Regions from separate parts of the Oryctolagus cuniculus genome. Here region 2 is linked to region 1. A link is a contact called in public Micro-C data. All regions are on one chromosome and are shown on one strand. Each heading gives the region's core, a stretch centred on a gene start, on an enhancer-like site or on the middle of the called end of the contact. The rest is flanking DNA. Distances are from core to core; before and after follow the strand shown. Region 1 holds the start of LOC138848742 (collagen alpha-1(I) chain-like). Region 2 has its middle 39 kb from the start of POMC.

Region 1 (6,975 bases), core at 3,413-5,912:
GGTTATGCAAAAATCTATTTGAGCTCCTGATGTCAATTCTTTTGGATATATATCCAGAAGTGGAATTCCTGGCCACATAATTTTATTTTTATTTTTTAAGGATCTACCATATGGTTTTCCACAGAAATTGTGGGGTTTTTTTTAATTATTTTATTTTTTATTTTATTTATTTGAAAGGCAGAGCTATAGTGAGAGAGAGAGAGAGACAGAAAGGAGAGATCTTCTACCCACTGGTTCACTCCCCAAATGGTCACAACGGCTGGAGCTGGGCCAGGTGGAAACCAGGAGCCAGGAGCTTCTTTGGGGTCACCTATGTGGGTGCAGGGCCCAAGCACTTAAGCTGTCCTCCGCTGCTTTCCCAGGCGCATTAGTAGGGAGCTGGAGTGGAAGTGGAGCAGCCGGGACTTGAACCAGCACCCATATGGGATGCTGGCATGGCAGGCAGCGACCACCCATTGTGCCACAACACAGGCCCCAGCTGTGTGTGGTTTTAAGTCACTGAGATTGGGGGTGTTTGCTATCGCTTCTGGTTATTTAGGATCAACTGGGATTCCGGTGTGGTCCCAAGTGGGGCAGGAACGAGCGAGGGAGGGTGGGTGTCTGCCGTGGCTTGAATGGGATTGGGCTTCCTGCTGCAGATGTTCAAACACCAAAGGCCTACATCAATGGTTCACGGATCACCATCAGCAACAGGGCTGGAGGATGGAGGCTTGAGACAGTTACGTCTCCAGTGGAGGGTCCTTAGGTGATCCGGGGCTGGCCCGCAGAAGGCGGCTGGACAAAGTTAAGCGGAGTTCAGTCCAGCTCGCTCACTCTCCCTCTGCTCCTGGCTCATCACGCAATCCTGTCACACACGTGCCACCACCCATCGCCTGGATCCTGGACTGCGAGTTGCCCAAACTGTGACCCAAAGCAGGCCTCTTCCTTCCTAAGCGGCTCCTACCAATCTTTCACCTTAAAGTAACAAAGACCCAAGTAACCCAGAGGCCAGGGTGAGACCAAAGGCCTCAGGGCCAGGGGCTGGGACCACCTCTGCAGGCCACGCCTACAGGTGGCTTCTCAATGGACAGAGAGCTCCCCACACAGCCACCTTGGGCCTCTCTGGCTATGCAGACTCCCAGGGTCACACACTTCCCAGGTTCCCACTCATGTCGCCAGAAAGAGCACTACTGAATGGAAGCCCACACGGGCCCATCTTGGCCCTGAGCGATGGGCTGGTTAAGAGCTCCTGGAATGTTTTAAAGGTGGCTTCCGACTCACGGCCACCCGGCTTCGCGTCCTGCCACTTCCCATCTGCCTTGCGTCAGCCGCGCCTGTCTCTTCCTTTGTGAAGTAGGGACACCACAGGCCACCTCACGGGGTAGGGCTAAGGGAAGCTGCTGTGTCCTGGGTCCTGTGCTGGGCCCACCATGGGCACCTGGTGCGTGGTTGCTATTTGGGGGCAGGGTTCCATAAGCCCTGGATGGAGGGACAGGAGTGCCAGTCATTCCTCCAGGCTGAGAGCTTGTGGGTGCCCGCCCACAAGTAGCGGGCACAGAGCGAGGGGCCTGTAGCTCACACGGCCCTTCCAGCGTTCCCGTGCTCCAGGCGCCGGGTTGCACGGGTGACATGCAGTGTCCCCGTCTTCACGAGGCTCTGCAAGTGGCGAGGCGGAGGCCACGGAGGGCAGGGCCCCGCATCAGGAGCGTGGGTGACATGGAGTGAGGATGACATTGGAGAAGCCCGGGACGATTGCTGGGAGAGTGAACTCAGGGCCTGAGGGTCAGGGTAGGGTGGACGGAGGCCCTGGGAGTGTCCAAGGGCCTTCCGGAAGGCCCGCCTTTTCTCCTGGGTGACAGGACAGCTAGGGGCGGTGGAATCAGCTTCCTGGGACCCTCCAAGGGCTAAGGCTGCGGCGGTGGTGGGTGCTGCTCACAGGGAGGGCCTCGGAGCCCGCTGCGGGACAGGGGGTGTCTGGGGTGTGGGACGGGGCGTACTGCTGGGGGACTGGGTGGAATGGAGGCTGCAGGTGGGGGCAGGTTGCTGGGGAGGATGGGCCAGGCGAGCAGGCTGAGGAATAGAGAACCCCCTCCCACAGTGAGGGGGTGAGGGCGGATGCAGAGACGCAGGGAATCTCACAGCTGGAGGAGACTTTCCGAGTCATTTCGCTCAGCCTCCCACTCCACAAAACCGGTTCAGTCTTCCAGTGCCCAGCGGAGGACACCCAACTCCACTTGGACACCTCCAGGTACGGGGAGCTCACCCCTTGCAGGGTGGCTCATCCCGGGGAGGGGCTCGGGCTGGCAGCGGGTCCTGGCGCTGCTGCCGTGGCCCTACCGGGCCGCCGGGCCTCCACTCGGCGGCGGCGGCGGCGGCACCTGGCCGGGGGTTGCGGCGGGGCTGGACCGGCGCTGCTGTCCCCAGCCCCAGTGCTGAGGCAGGCAGAGTGCAGTGGGCTCTGGTGGAGGTCGTGAGAACTGCAGGGCGAAGGCCGCCGGGGGCTCCGCGGGCTGCGGGGGGAGGCACTTGACACCGGCCGGGGGAGAGGAGGGGCCGCTGTCCCTGCGGCCAGTGCTGGATGCGGGGACCCAGCGCAGAGGCAGCGCCAGGTAGCGGGGCGGCCCGCGGCGGCGGGGGTGGTGGGGGAGGACTGCAGCGAGGCCCCCCAACCCCGGGCTCGGCCGCCACTCCAGGGGCCCCCCGAGTGGCCGGGAGCGCGGCCGAGGCGGGGGTGCCGAGGCCCCGCGCACGGTCGGGGCGCTGCAGGGTCCGGCCCTCCGTCTCGCAGCGTGCGGGGGACCCCGGCGGGGCCGCAGAGTCGGGCCGAGGGCGCTAGGACCGGCCGCGCGCCCAGGCCGCTCCCGCCGCGGGCCGCCCCGGGGCCCCCCAGCCGGCGCTGCCTCCCGGGCCGGCTCCGCAGCGCCGGGGCCGGGGCCAGCGCGGCCGCGGGGGGCGAGCGGCGGGCGGAGGCCTGGGCCCGCGGGCGGCCGGAGGGAGGGAAGGAGGAAGGCGGAGAGAAGGGGTGGGAGGGGGGGACCCGGCGGAGGAGGCGGAGAGAGGGAGCGCGACAGCGAGCGGAGGGAGGGAGCGAGCGAGCGAGCGAGGCAGGCAGGCGGGCCGGGCGGGAGGGAGGGCGCGCGGGCGGCGGCGGCGGCGGCGAGAGCAGAGGACGAGCCGGGACGCGGCGCCGCGGCACCAGGGCGCGCAGCCGGGCCGGCCCGACCCGACCGGCCACACGGTAATGAGCGCCGCCGCTGGCGGCCCGGGAGGCCGGCCCGGAGGCGGGCGCGGAGCGGGAGGCCGGGCGGGGGGCGCCGCGGCGGGCAGTGCCCAGCTCGGGGCACGCTCCCGGGACCCCCGCAACTCGGCGCCGGGCGCCCGCGGGGCCGGGGCTGCGGGAGGGGACGGCCGGCCCCGGCTGGCCGGGGCGGCGCGGGGGATTTGAGGGTTTGTTTATGTCCCCGCGGGCTCTGCAGGCGCCCCCTCCTGTCCTGCCCGCTCCCGGCGCGGACCCCCCTCCCCGCCCCCGCCCGGCTCCGGGCTCAAGTTCAAGTCCATACAATGCCGCGGGGGGCCCCCTCCACCGCCTGCCTCGGCCGGCCGTGCCCGGCTCCGCGCTGCCGCAGGGGCCCCGGCCTGGCCGCCCCCGCCTTCCGGGCTCTGCCCCCGCCCCGGGGCCCTGCCTGGGGCCTGCGGCCGGGGCGCGCTGGAGGGCGCGGACCCCGACCCGGAATAATCGGCCCCCGCCGCGGCCCGCGGGGAGCGGGGGAGGGGGCGGGGGCCGGGCCCCGCGCAGGCTCCGCGGCGGCGGCAGAAAATGGCAGCCTGGCACGACCCGGCCCCCCGCCCCTCCCCCCGGCTCCCGGGCCTCCTCGGCCCGGCTGGGCGGGGGACCCGGGAGGCCTCCGGGGGCGGGCCGCGGGGTGACCGGGGGGCCGGGCCGCGGAGCGCAGCGCCGCGATCCTCCTCCGGCCACCTGTGGCTGGGGGTGCGGGGCGCCCGCGGAGCTGGGAGGGGCGGCGGGGGTGAGGAGAGCGCCCACTTTGGGGGCGCACCTTCCCGCGGAGAGACTGACGGCCCGCGACGGCGGCGGCGGCGTTTGGGAGATGGGGGGGGCGTCGTGCCTGGCTCCTCCCTGCCCCCGCTGCGGGCCGTGGGAGCCGGGGCGGCGGTGGTGGCGACGCCGCAGTGTGGGGGCGGGGCGGGGGCGGGCGGGGATCCCGGGCCGCCGGGGCCGGAAAACGCGGGGGTGGGAGCGGCGCGCGGGGGGGGGGGCACGCCTAGGGTCGCCCCCTGCAGCAGCCCGCCTCCCCGCACACACTCGCACGCACGCGGACACACTCACGCACACGCACCCCGCCGGGCCGGTGCAGACGTGTCCTTGAGAGCTTCGCGTCTGCACAGTGAAGGACGCGGCCTCGCCGAGGCTGCAGACCGGGGGCTTCGGCCCCGCGTCCACACGCCCCGGGGGACCCCGCGCTCCGTGTCCCGCCCTCACCCCAGCTCTCCTCGCCCTCCCTCGCCTTTGGCGCGGACCGAGCTGGCGCGGGTCCAGGGCCCGCCCCCGGCCTCCCCCAGCCCCTGGCCGCTGGGGCCCGCGGCCCTCGGGCTGCTGAGCTGCGTCTCGCTCTCCCGGAGCCTTCCTTCGTGGGCGCACCCGCTCCTCGCTCCCCGTGCGCTCCATCCCCTCTATGCGCCCCCCTATGCCGCGAGGCCCGCGAAGTCGGCGTTGGCGCCCTCGGGCTGTGTGTGTGTATGGAGGGGGCGCTGGCTTTCGTGGTGGGGGGGTCCCGCGAAGGTGCCCCCTGTGGCTGCACCTTGACCCAAGATGGCGTCTTGCACCCAGCTGGGCAGCTCTGGCCTGCGCCAGGCAGGAGGAAGGGCTGCGGCCCCAGAGCCACCCAGCTCGCCCCCTCTGCAGCCATCAGGCAGGAAAGCCTTGGAGAGAAGCGCCCTGCGCCCTGTGACCCGGCCTGCCCCTGGCCGCCGTGCCCAGGGACTGCCCTCAGCATCCCTGGGGGACTGCGCAGTCGTCATGTTTCACCGCGGGCTGCCAGCCGCGGGGCCTCCGGGGCAGGCGGCTGCCGAAGGGCTCCTGGGATCAGGTGCGGCTCCAGCGTGCCTCCTGCCTCCTGGGCAGATGTGCGGGCTGCAGCCAGGGGAGCGCCTCTCCCTGCCTTGCAGGGGTGTTGGCCCGCCTGGAGGGGGGGGGGCTTGAGGAGCCCAGCTGTCAGGCCCACCCTCCTGAGCTCTCCCCGGCCTGCTCCAGGTAGTTTGCTGAGCCACCTGCCTTTGGAGAGTTAGGCTGGGGAGAGTTCTTGTTGGGAGTGGAGGCCAAGATGGTTCCACTGAGGCCCTGGCAGAGCTGAGACAGCCGTGTGTGTGTACTCCAGCCACAGCCGTGTCCAGGAAGGACCCCAGGCCAACTTGTGCAGCGGGCAGGCACCTACCTGCCACCCGCCCCTTCTAGATCCCTTCCTGTGGGTCCTGGTGCCCTCTGCAGCCTCTTGGCCAGCTCCTCCTTGCTGGTTCTTCACCCCTGCTCTGGCAGGAGTGGACCTGGCCTGGGCTCACCAATGCTTTTCTCGTTACCCCACCCAGGCTTGGGTGCCCTCTGTAGGAGACTGACCCAGGAGAGGTGAATCTCCTGGCAGACCAAGGCCGCGTCCCCAGCCCCGCAGAAGCCTGGGAGAGGCGGCCAGTGGCCATCTGTCAGGGTGTCTGTGGACAGGATTCCTCTGCCGGGTGGGGGTTGGACTGGAGCTTGCAGGTTCATTCCAACTTCAAAATTCTATGGCTCAGATTCTCCTGGTGGAATTTCAGACTCAGGAGTGGGGGCAGGGTGCTCTGTTTCTCAGCACCCAAGGAAAGAAGGTAGGACCGGGGCTGGGAGGGCTGGGAGAGGAGGCCTGCTGTGAGGGGCGGGCTTGTCCCATCCGGCCGCCTGTAATCCCTCCAGCGCGGGTCTGTAGGTTCATGTGTGCGTCCGTCCATGTGCGTGGATGAGTCCCGAGCTCACAGCTGTTGGTCCTGGGGAGCGTTTTACCATCACCCGTCTCTGCTGGGTCCTCTCTCAAAGCCAGCAAGGAAAACCATGAGATGCTTGCCCAGGGTCCCCAGGGGGAAGTGAGCCAGGTCGCACTCTGGGAGACCCAGGCTGGGCTGTGGCTGGCTGCGGGTCCAGCTCTCCACTCGGTTTGTGGTCGCCAGGCAACAGGGACCTCGCACCCTGGGGCGGGGGATCTCAGTCCTCCCGTGGACATCGGCAGGGCGTCTGTGCCTGGGCTCTGTGCTCCCCCAGAAGAGGGTTAGTGGTAGAGTGCTCTCTCCCTTTGCTGCTCTCCGGGGGTCTTCCCAAAGTTGGTGGAAAATGCGTGTTGTAGAAAAAACAGCCCGTGGATTTCCAATGTTCTGCACCAAAATAAATCTAACTTGTAATCGCAGTCTCTGAAGTCCCCTTGCACACAAGTTGGTCAGGTTTGTACCTCCCCGAGTCTCTCCAAGCTCTTCTTCTTGGGCCCCGGGTGGAAATGGAATGTGAGCACAGCAGGCTGGGGGTGGGCGGGGGTGGGGCGAGTTACAGACAGACTCCCCGGGCAGTCCTCAGAACTTTCAGCTCTGGGAGCACTGGGCGCTGGACTAGGGCCCGCAAGGGGCGCTCCCTGGGGCCGGAGACCAGAAGGGGCGCTCCCGTGCCCACTGTGTGCTTCTCCGCCTTGGCGTTTCCTGCAGCCCGGGGTCTCTGCTGGGTGCCTTTGCCCCCACCTCCCCACCCCTGCCAGAGGTCGTTGGCTTCTGACCCGAGGGCCAGGGCACAGCTGTCAGGAACTGGCTTCTGCTCCCAGGCAGGGTCACTGAGCAGGTGCCCGATCGCTCCCCGCCTGAATTTGGAGGGCTGGTTTCCCGGCACTGCTCTCTCACTAGAGTTTTCCCCAAAACGTGACCACGTCTGAGACCCTATGGAGTGGCAGCCCGCGTTGTGTCTGCCTGTGAGCC
Region 2 (7,065 bases), core at 4,364-6,863, 100 kb after region 1:
TTTGTGTCAGCCATTCAGTCTTCACACCCTCTGCTGGGTGCCGTCGTCCCATGTCCTGGCCGCAGAGTGCATCACGGCGAGGCCTGCGTTGCTTTTAAAGAGTTCATTTGAGAGGCAGAGTCACACAGGGAGGGAGACACAGAGAGAGGTCTTCTACCCGCTGGTTCACTCCCCAAATGGCCACGACAGCTGGAGCTGAGCCGATCTGAAACCAGGAGCTTCTTCCAGGTTTCCCACACGGGTGCAGGGGCCCAAGCACGTGGGCCATCTTCTACTGCTTCCCCAGGCCACAGCAGAGAGCTGTATAGGAAGATGAACAGCAGGGACTAGGACCGGTGGCCATATGGGATGCCAGCGCCGCAAACAGAGGCTTAGCCCACTGTGCCAACGCGCTGGCCCCCAGACCAGAATTTCAAAACCTGTCTTCCAGTCGCCCATCCACACTCCAGCTCTCCAAGTCTGGGGCTGGTGCGCTGGGGCCCTGTGTTGGCTCCTCACTCCCTGTTCCAGGCTTGCTCCGTGCTCCCTCTCCGCCCACCACCCGTGGGGCTGCGTCGGGTGAGGTGGAGGCCACGGCCAAGTCACTGCCCCCACTGGCCCTGTGTCCTTGAGCAACTATGTTTCCAAATTTTTTTTCTCATGTTTTTATTCTAAGAAACTTTTAATAAGTGCCTATTGTGTGCACGACCTAGACCTGCGGTTATAAGGTCATGTGAGAGCTGATAGGGTTTATGCGGAGCACCTAGCGTCTCTGGTCTTGGCAGGTAGATCACTTAGACCAGGCACGGTCTGATGGGGTCTTACCTGGAGGGGCGGGGCCAGCTTCCTAGGTGACTCCCGATGGCACACAGACACAGACACACAGAGACACACACAGACGCACATTGACACAGACCCACAGAGAGGCACACAGAGACACAGACACAGACGCACACACGCACACAGACACCCACTGACACACACACACAAACAGACACACCCGCAGACACACACACACACTCCGAAAGGTTCAGACCACGGGGCGGACCCCAAAGTGCTCCTCTCTTCTTCCCACGGGCACGACGGTGACTGTGGGCTCAGGGGCTGCATCACCCCCGTGCGAGCCCCTGCCTAGACTGGACACTTGTGGGGGGGCTTAGATGATTCTGGGAGCAGGGCAGGGCCTGGAGCGTGGGCAGGGGGCAGAGCACTGCCTGTCCTCTCTGGGGGCCTTGGCCCCTAAGAGGCGTGGCCCAGGGGCCACAGCACGGCTCTGCAGCCCAGTCCCCCGACATCTGGTAGATCCAGGCACTGCATGGGGGACCCCGCTGGGTTTCCTATTTCACAGGTTGCTGTCGTGCCCTGGGCGCCCCCATGAGAGCCGAGCCCTGCTGGGACCCTGACAGTCTCCCCCATTTTCTGTGGCCACTCTTGGCTTCTTTCCGGCTCTGCTCAGGGTTTGCTCATTTCTCGTATGTTTCCCTCACCTGATGGAAATCAGTGAGGAATGAAACAGACACTCCTCTCCTTCATGGGCTCCCTGAAGCCGGGTATGCCTTGTTGAATGAATAACTAACCACACCTAGCTCCTCACCTGCAGCATCTCTGGGACAGGGGCTTCGAAGGCTCTTTTGCTGGGCTGGGAGCTGTTCATGACGTCAGGGGCCCTCCGCTCTGCCCATGGAGCCCAGGGTCAGGAGGAAGGGAGGCATCGCCTGTCCTGAGAGTCCCCCAAGTCTCGGGAGTCCTACCGTGCACCTGCCAAACGGGACTGAGCTCCCTAAGGATGCAGGCTCCTGCCAATTCCTTTCCACGCCTTATCTCATTTAATTCCCATGCAAAGGCAAGGACTCAGATAATAACACCCATTTTACAGATGAGAAAGTTGAGGCTCATAAAGGTAGCAAATGGACAGACAAACTGTCTGACACCACAGCCCACCAGGCTGCCTTAGCCCCTCCAAGCCAGCATCCACCCCACGGGACAGCAACTCTGTAAGTGCAGAGGGAATATGGGCTTTTAAACTGATATGACTCGTACCCCCAGTGAGCCTACTATCCTGTTATCTGCCCCACATTTCCCTTTCTTTTTTGGGGGTGGTGGTGGCACTGGATCAGGAGGCTTTATTTACACAGTAAAAGCAGCAGGCGAATTCCCAGCTTGGGCGGGACACGGGGACCCACCTCCCCACCTGGCTCTGCGGCTCAGGAAAGCCGCACCCCCCAGGGCGACTCCGCAGGCGCAGAAAACTTCGTTTGCCAGAGGCAGTGCTAGAAGGTCAGACTATCCTGCCTGAGCTGCAGGTCTCCGCTTCTATCTGCAACTAAAAACAAACAAAAACCCCCATCCCCAGCTGTCCTCTCTCCAAGGAGGCCTGAGGGCGCTGACCACCATGTGTGGGTGCAAGGTGTGGTGCCATGGCCTGCGAAGGGGCCTGGGAGCCAGGGTCCCAGGGCGTGGCTGGGCTGCACCTGCGACCTTAAGCCCCTTGGTGGAAACGGGCACAAGGCCAGAGCTGTGTTTTTCCTTTTCTTTCTCTTGATTTATTTTTTTTAAGCTTTATTTGTTTGAAAGAGTTACAGGGGGAGAGAGGGAGAGGGAGAGGGAGACAGAGAGAGAGAGAGAGAGAGAGAGAGAGAGATCTTCCATCCTCTGGTTTACTCCCCAGATGGTTACAACAGCCAGGGCTGGGCCAAGCCGAGGCCAGGAGCCAGGAGCCTCGTCCGGGTCTCCCACGTGGGTGCAGGGGCCCAGCACTCAGGCTGTCTTCCACTGCTTTCCCAGGCCACTGGAAGCGCAGCGGCCAGAGCACGAGTCGGCACCCGTGTGGGATGCCCACGTTGCAGGCCGCAGCCTCACCCGCTGAGCCACGGCGCCGGCCCCCAGAGCTACGTTTCCGTGGCCAGGATGCCTGCTCCGTCAGGCTGGGCCCTGCCCGCCGCCAGCCGCACCCCCGCACGAAGATACTCGACACTGGCGCTTGTTTCCTGTTGAACTGGAACCTCTCCTGTATTTAAGCAAATTCACAAAAATTCCTGCCGCAGAAACTGTGCTGGGCCGGGGCTTTCTGAGAGTGAGACGGAATGCGGGCCGAGGGCAAAGCTCCCCGAGTACGGCCAGGGCTGCGGTTGGTCAGCAGCCAGCCTCTGGCCCTGAGCCCGCAGGCCCACCGGGCCCACAGCAGCGCCTCGGTGCCCTGGGTGCGATGCCACGTGACAGGAAGCCCCTCGTCCCCACCCGTGACCCCTCTCCTGGCCCTCAGGGACCCTGGGCAGGTGGACGGCCTGGCATAGCCGACCCACGGGCACTCAGCTCCCTCAGTCGCCCCCCAGGGCCCTGACAAAAGTGAGTCCTGCCCTGGCAGGAGCCGCCGTGTGTGCTGCTGGGGAGGATGCCCTGCCCTGTAGGGACGATGGCGTGGGGGCAGGAGAGCTCCCGGGGGACCCTCCCTCCGAGGGGTCCTGGACGGCTGGGTCGGCAGTGGGGCTGCACAGCAGAAGGTGGCAGCGCCTTCTAAATGGGTCTTGCTCTCTCCAGTCAAGAGACAACCTGAGGGGCGGGTGCTGTGGTGCCGCCTTCCCATATGGGCGCCATACGGTTCGAGTCCCAGCTGCTCCACTTCCGATCCAGCTCTCTGCTATGGCCGGGAAAGCAGTGGAGGATGGCCCAAGGCCTTGGGGCCCTGCACCCACAAGTGCTTGGTTCCCTGCACCTGTGTGGGAGACCCGGAAGAAGCTCCTGACTCCTGGCTTCCGCCTGGCTGTTGTGGCCATTTGGGGAGTGAACCAGCGGGTAGAAGACCTCTTTCTCTGTAACTCCACCTTTCAAATAAATAAAATAAATGTTAACAAAAGAAACCAGGCAACCTGAAACTAACTCACTTCTGCCGCCAGGCAGCTTCTGCTGCCACTGCTGTAGACCCAGCCCAGGAGCTTAGGGCTTGGATCAGAACACCTCTGCCCATCAGAGCCCGGGGCCTGGGCTTGCTGGTTGACGGGGCCAGCCAGGGATAGGGGGCAGGGACCCACGCTACCACCCTAGGCCTCCACTCCGGGCTCCGGGGAAAGGCAGCCAGGGCCCGGCTGCAGCTGGCACCAGGAGGGACCCTGCCTCTGCCTTCCACGGGAAAGACTGTACTAGAGGCTGTGTCCCCCGTGTGGCCACTCCAGGAATCGCGCCAACTTTACAGCAGTTAAAGAAGAGAGAAAAGCAAACAGTCCATAATCCCATTCCATGATCGCTCTTGGAATTTCTCCATGTCTCTCCTTTGTGCTGGATGCGAATACAACCCTACTAATTTAAAATCATGTAGTTCCTTATTACCCCACCTTGTAATAAGAACTAACCTTTATGGAGCACTTGCTGTGTGCCGGGTGCTATTCTGTAAACATCTGATCGGGAAGTCTCCTGCACTCCACATCACCATCCTTTGAACATATCTTTTTGGGGTGCATGTTTGGCACGGCAGTTAAGATGCCTCTCGGGAAGCCTACACCCCATAGTGGATTGCCTGGGTTCAAGTTCCGGCTTCCCGCTGACATGCACCTTGGAGGTAGCAGGTGATGGTCAAGCACTTGGGTCCCCCCCACCCACGTGAAAAAGAATGGAGTCCCTGGCTCTGGGCTTGCACGGCCCAGCCCTGGCTGTCTCTGGCATGTGGGGAGTGAACCAGCAAAAGGACGACCTGCCTGTATCTCTCCTTTCATACACACAAGTTTTTAAAGATTTGTTTATGGGGCCTGTGTAACCGGTTAGGCTGCTACCTGCAATGCCAGCATCCCATGCAGACGCTGGTTCAAATCCCAGCTGCTCCACTTCTGAGCCAGCTCTCTGCTATGGCCTGGGAAAGCAGTGGAAGATGGCCTAAGTGCTTGGGCCCCTGCACCCACATAGGAGACCTGATGAAGCTCCTGGCTCTTGGCTTTGGCCTGGCCCAGCCCTGTGAGTTGTGGCCATTTGGGGAGTGGACCAGTGATGGAAGATTCTCTCTCTTCCTCTCCCTAACTCTGCCTTTCAAATAAATACAATAAATCTTAAAATCCTAAAAAAATTTATTTGTGGAGCAGGAGCCATCAAGAGGGGCCAGACACACACACACACACACCACGCACTTTTTTGTTTTGTTTTGTTTGCTCTGCTGCAACATTTTCAGAGGCCATTAATGGCTACATACTACTCCGCGTCGTGGGCGTGCCGTAATTCATCCATAATTTCGGACATTTAGGTTGCTTTCTTGTCTTTTCTCTAGATGCTTCCATGATCAGCAATGCTTAGGTAAGTATTCTAGCATGTTCCTCCACAAATCGGCATACAGTTACGTAATTTTTTGGTAAAAAAAAAAGAAAAAAACCAAACGCCCTAGCACAGTACGAGAAGGCAGCCGAGTGGTGGCGCTAGCCCGGGGCTGGGGGCTGCGGCGTCCACGGCTTGGCCGGATGCGGATCCCCGGTACCGCCACTAACTGGGACGGACCACGCCGCACCGGCGGAGCCCACTCCCTGGCGACCCCGCGCTGGGGGAGGGGCAGGCCACCGCAGCCCCGGAGCCCCGCCCCCGACGCACGCGCGCACCGCCCTCCGCCGCGCTCCGGGACTTCCGGGAGAGCCGGAAGGGCCCGCCTCTGCGGGGCGGGGCCTGCGCGGTGACGTAGCCGCCTGGAGCGCTCCGTCGGCCGGCGTCGGCGGGCGCGCCGAGGGTGGGGGTTCCGTGTGCTCGGTCGGCGGGGTGACACGCCCGAGCGTTGTCGCAGCAACATCTCAGGTCTAAGTGCGAGCCGCAGCACTTGGGACCCCGGAAAGGGAGTGTGCGCCCGTCCATGTCCGGGGAGGGGGCCCGCAGTGCCCGGCCCAACCCGGTGGGGTGTCCCCTGGTGCCTAGGGGACCTTGGGGGGTGTCCCTGCAGGTGTCCGAGGAGGACGCCGCGGCCGGAGCTGTGTGCGGGGGTGGGGAAGGGGTCCCCAGCTGGTTGTCAGTGGCGGGAGCGCGGTGATGCGGAGGCGAGGTTTTGGGGGGCTGCCTGCCGCAGCCTCTAGCCGTGGGCAAGTTACGTCATGGCCCGGAGGCGCGGTTTCGCCACCTGGGAAGTGGGAACTGGGAACTGGGGCCGTGGCGGAGCTCTGGTGGACGCTGCAGGTGATGCTGCGGCGGAACTGGGCAGCACGGGCCCGGTGGCCGCCGCGGGAACACGCGCGCTTGCTTCCAGCTAGGGGCGCAGGTCTGGGAGGTGCACGGCTGCCTCCCGCGGCTGCGTCTCCGGTTTGCCGTGTGCTTTGTCCCTGCGTGTCCGGGGTAGGAGTCAGAGGGCCCGGGTGTGGGGGGGTGGTCACGGTTCCCAGGGGAAGCAGGACGCCTGAGCCCGCCCAGGTGGGAAGCAGAGGGACAGACAGCTGTGCTTTGAAGCTGCTGTGCCTAAACGGGCCGAAGGGACCAGGACCCCCGCAGACCCGGATGAAATTCGGCGGGCACCCCCACCCGCTGGATTCGGAGCTCGAGGCCCTGGGACTCCACTGCTGGGAGTCAGTGGGCCTAGTCGAGCTGTGGTTGGTTCTGCCAGGCAGGCACGCGCTCTGCCCAGGCGAACTCCCAGAGGGGCAGTGGGAAGCTACCGCAGGCCCTGGGCAGCCAAGCCTGAAACAGAAACGACCCCCTCTCCCCTCTCTCTCCACATTTTTTTTTTTTTAAAGAGGCCAGAGAACAGTAGAAGATGGCCCAACCACTGCTTTCCCAGGTGTATTAGCAGGGAGCTGGATCGGAAGTGGAGCAGCCAGGACTCCAATGGTGCTCATATGGGATGTCGGCACTGCAGGCAGCGGCTTTACCTACTACGCCACAGCACCGGCCCCTGTAAATTTTATTTTATTTTTTTTATCAAAGTATTGAAACCACACTTGTTTACTGGGTTAAAAAATTAGAAATCAGAAGAAAAAATGTTGAACCATCTGATGGTTATGTGGGTGTAGATTTTCATTAAAACTCATTTAACAAAGGTGCAGATATTGTATGTAAATTATACCTCAATGAAGTTTTTATTTAAGCATTTTTTTAAACTTTTTTAATTTTTATTTATTTATTTATTTTTGACAGAGT

The links. Hi-C and Micro-C count contacts between places; a contact is called where the count stands out from the background.
Region 2: a Micro-C map of ear pinna shows a contact between it and region 1, with 4 times the contacts expected there. The contact joins the enhancer-like site here to the promoter of LOC138848742 in region 1. A contact is called at or near these places in 2 of 6 Hi-C or Micro-C datasets (ear pinna and an unstated tissue).

What each region holds. Positions count from the first base shown.
Region 1 is chr2:177,363,349-177,370,323 of mOryCun1.1, forward strand. LOC138848742 (collagen alpha-1(I) chain-like) reads right to left here and starts at 4,663. Exons shown (of 2, transcript XM_070069523.1): 1 at 2,730-4,663; 2 at 2,313-2,553. The coding sequence starts at 4,663. The coding sequence ends at 2,313. It overlaps DNMT3A (DNA methyltransferase 3 alpha), which reads left to right and starts at 2,209. Exons shown (of 23, transcript XM_070069735.1): 1 at 2,209-2,227.
Region 2 is chr2:177,466,473-177,473,537 of mOryCun1.1, forward strand. No RefSeq gene overlaps it. Among named protein-coding and RNA genes, the nearest start is that of POMC, 39 kb to the right of the region's middle. Within about 2 kb of position 5,614, at least 8 of the 8 cell types and tissues checked have an H3K27ac peak or open chromatin away from gene starts, as enhancers often do. A contact at or near this core is called in ear pinna, where this site is marked.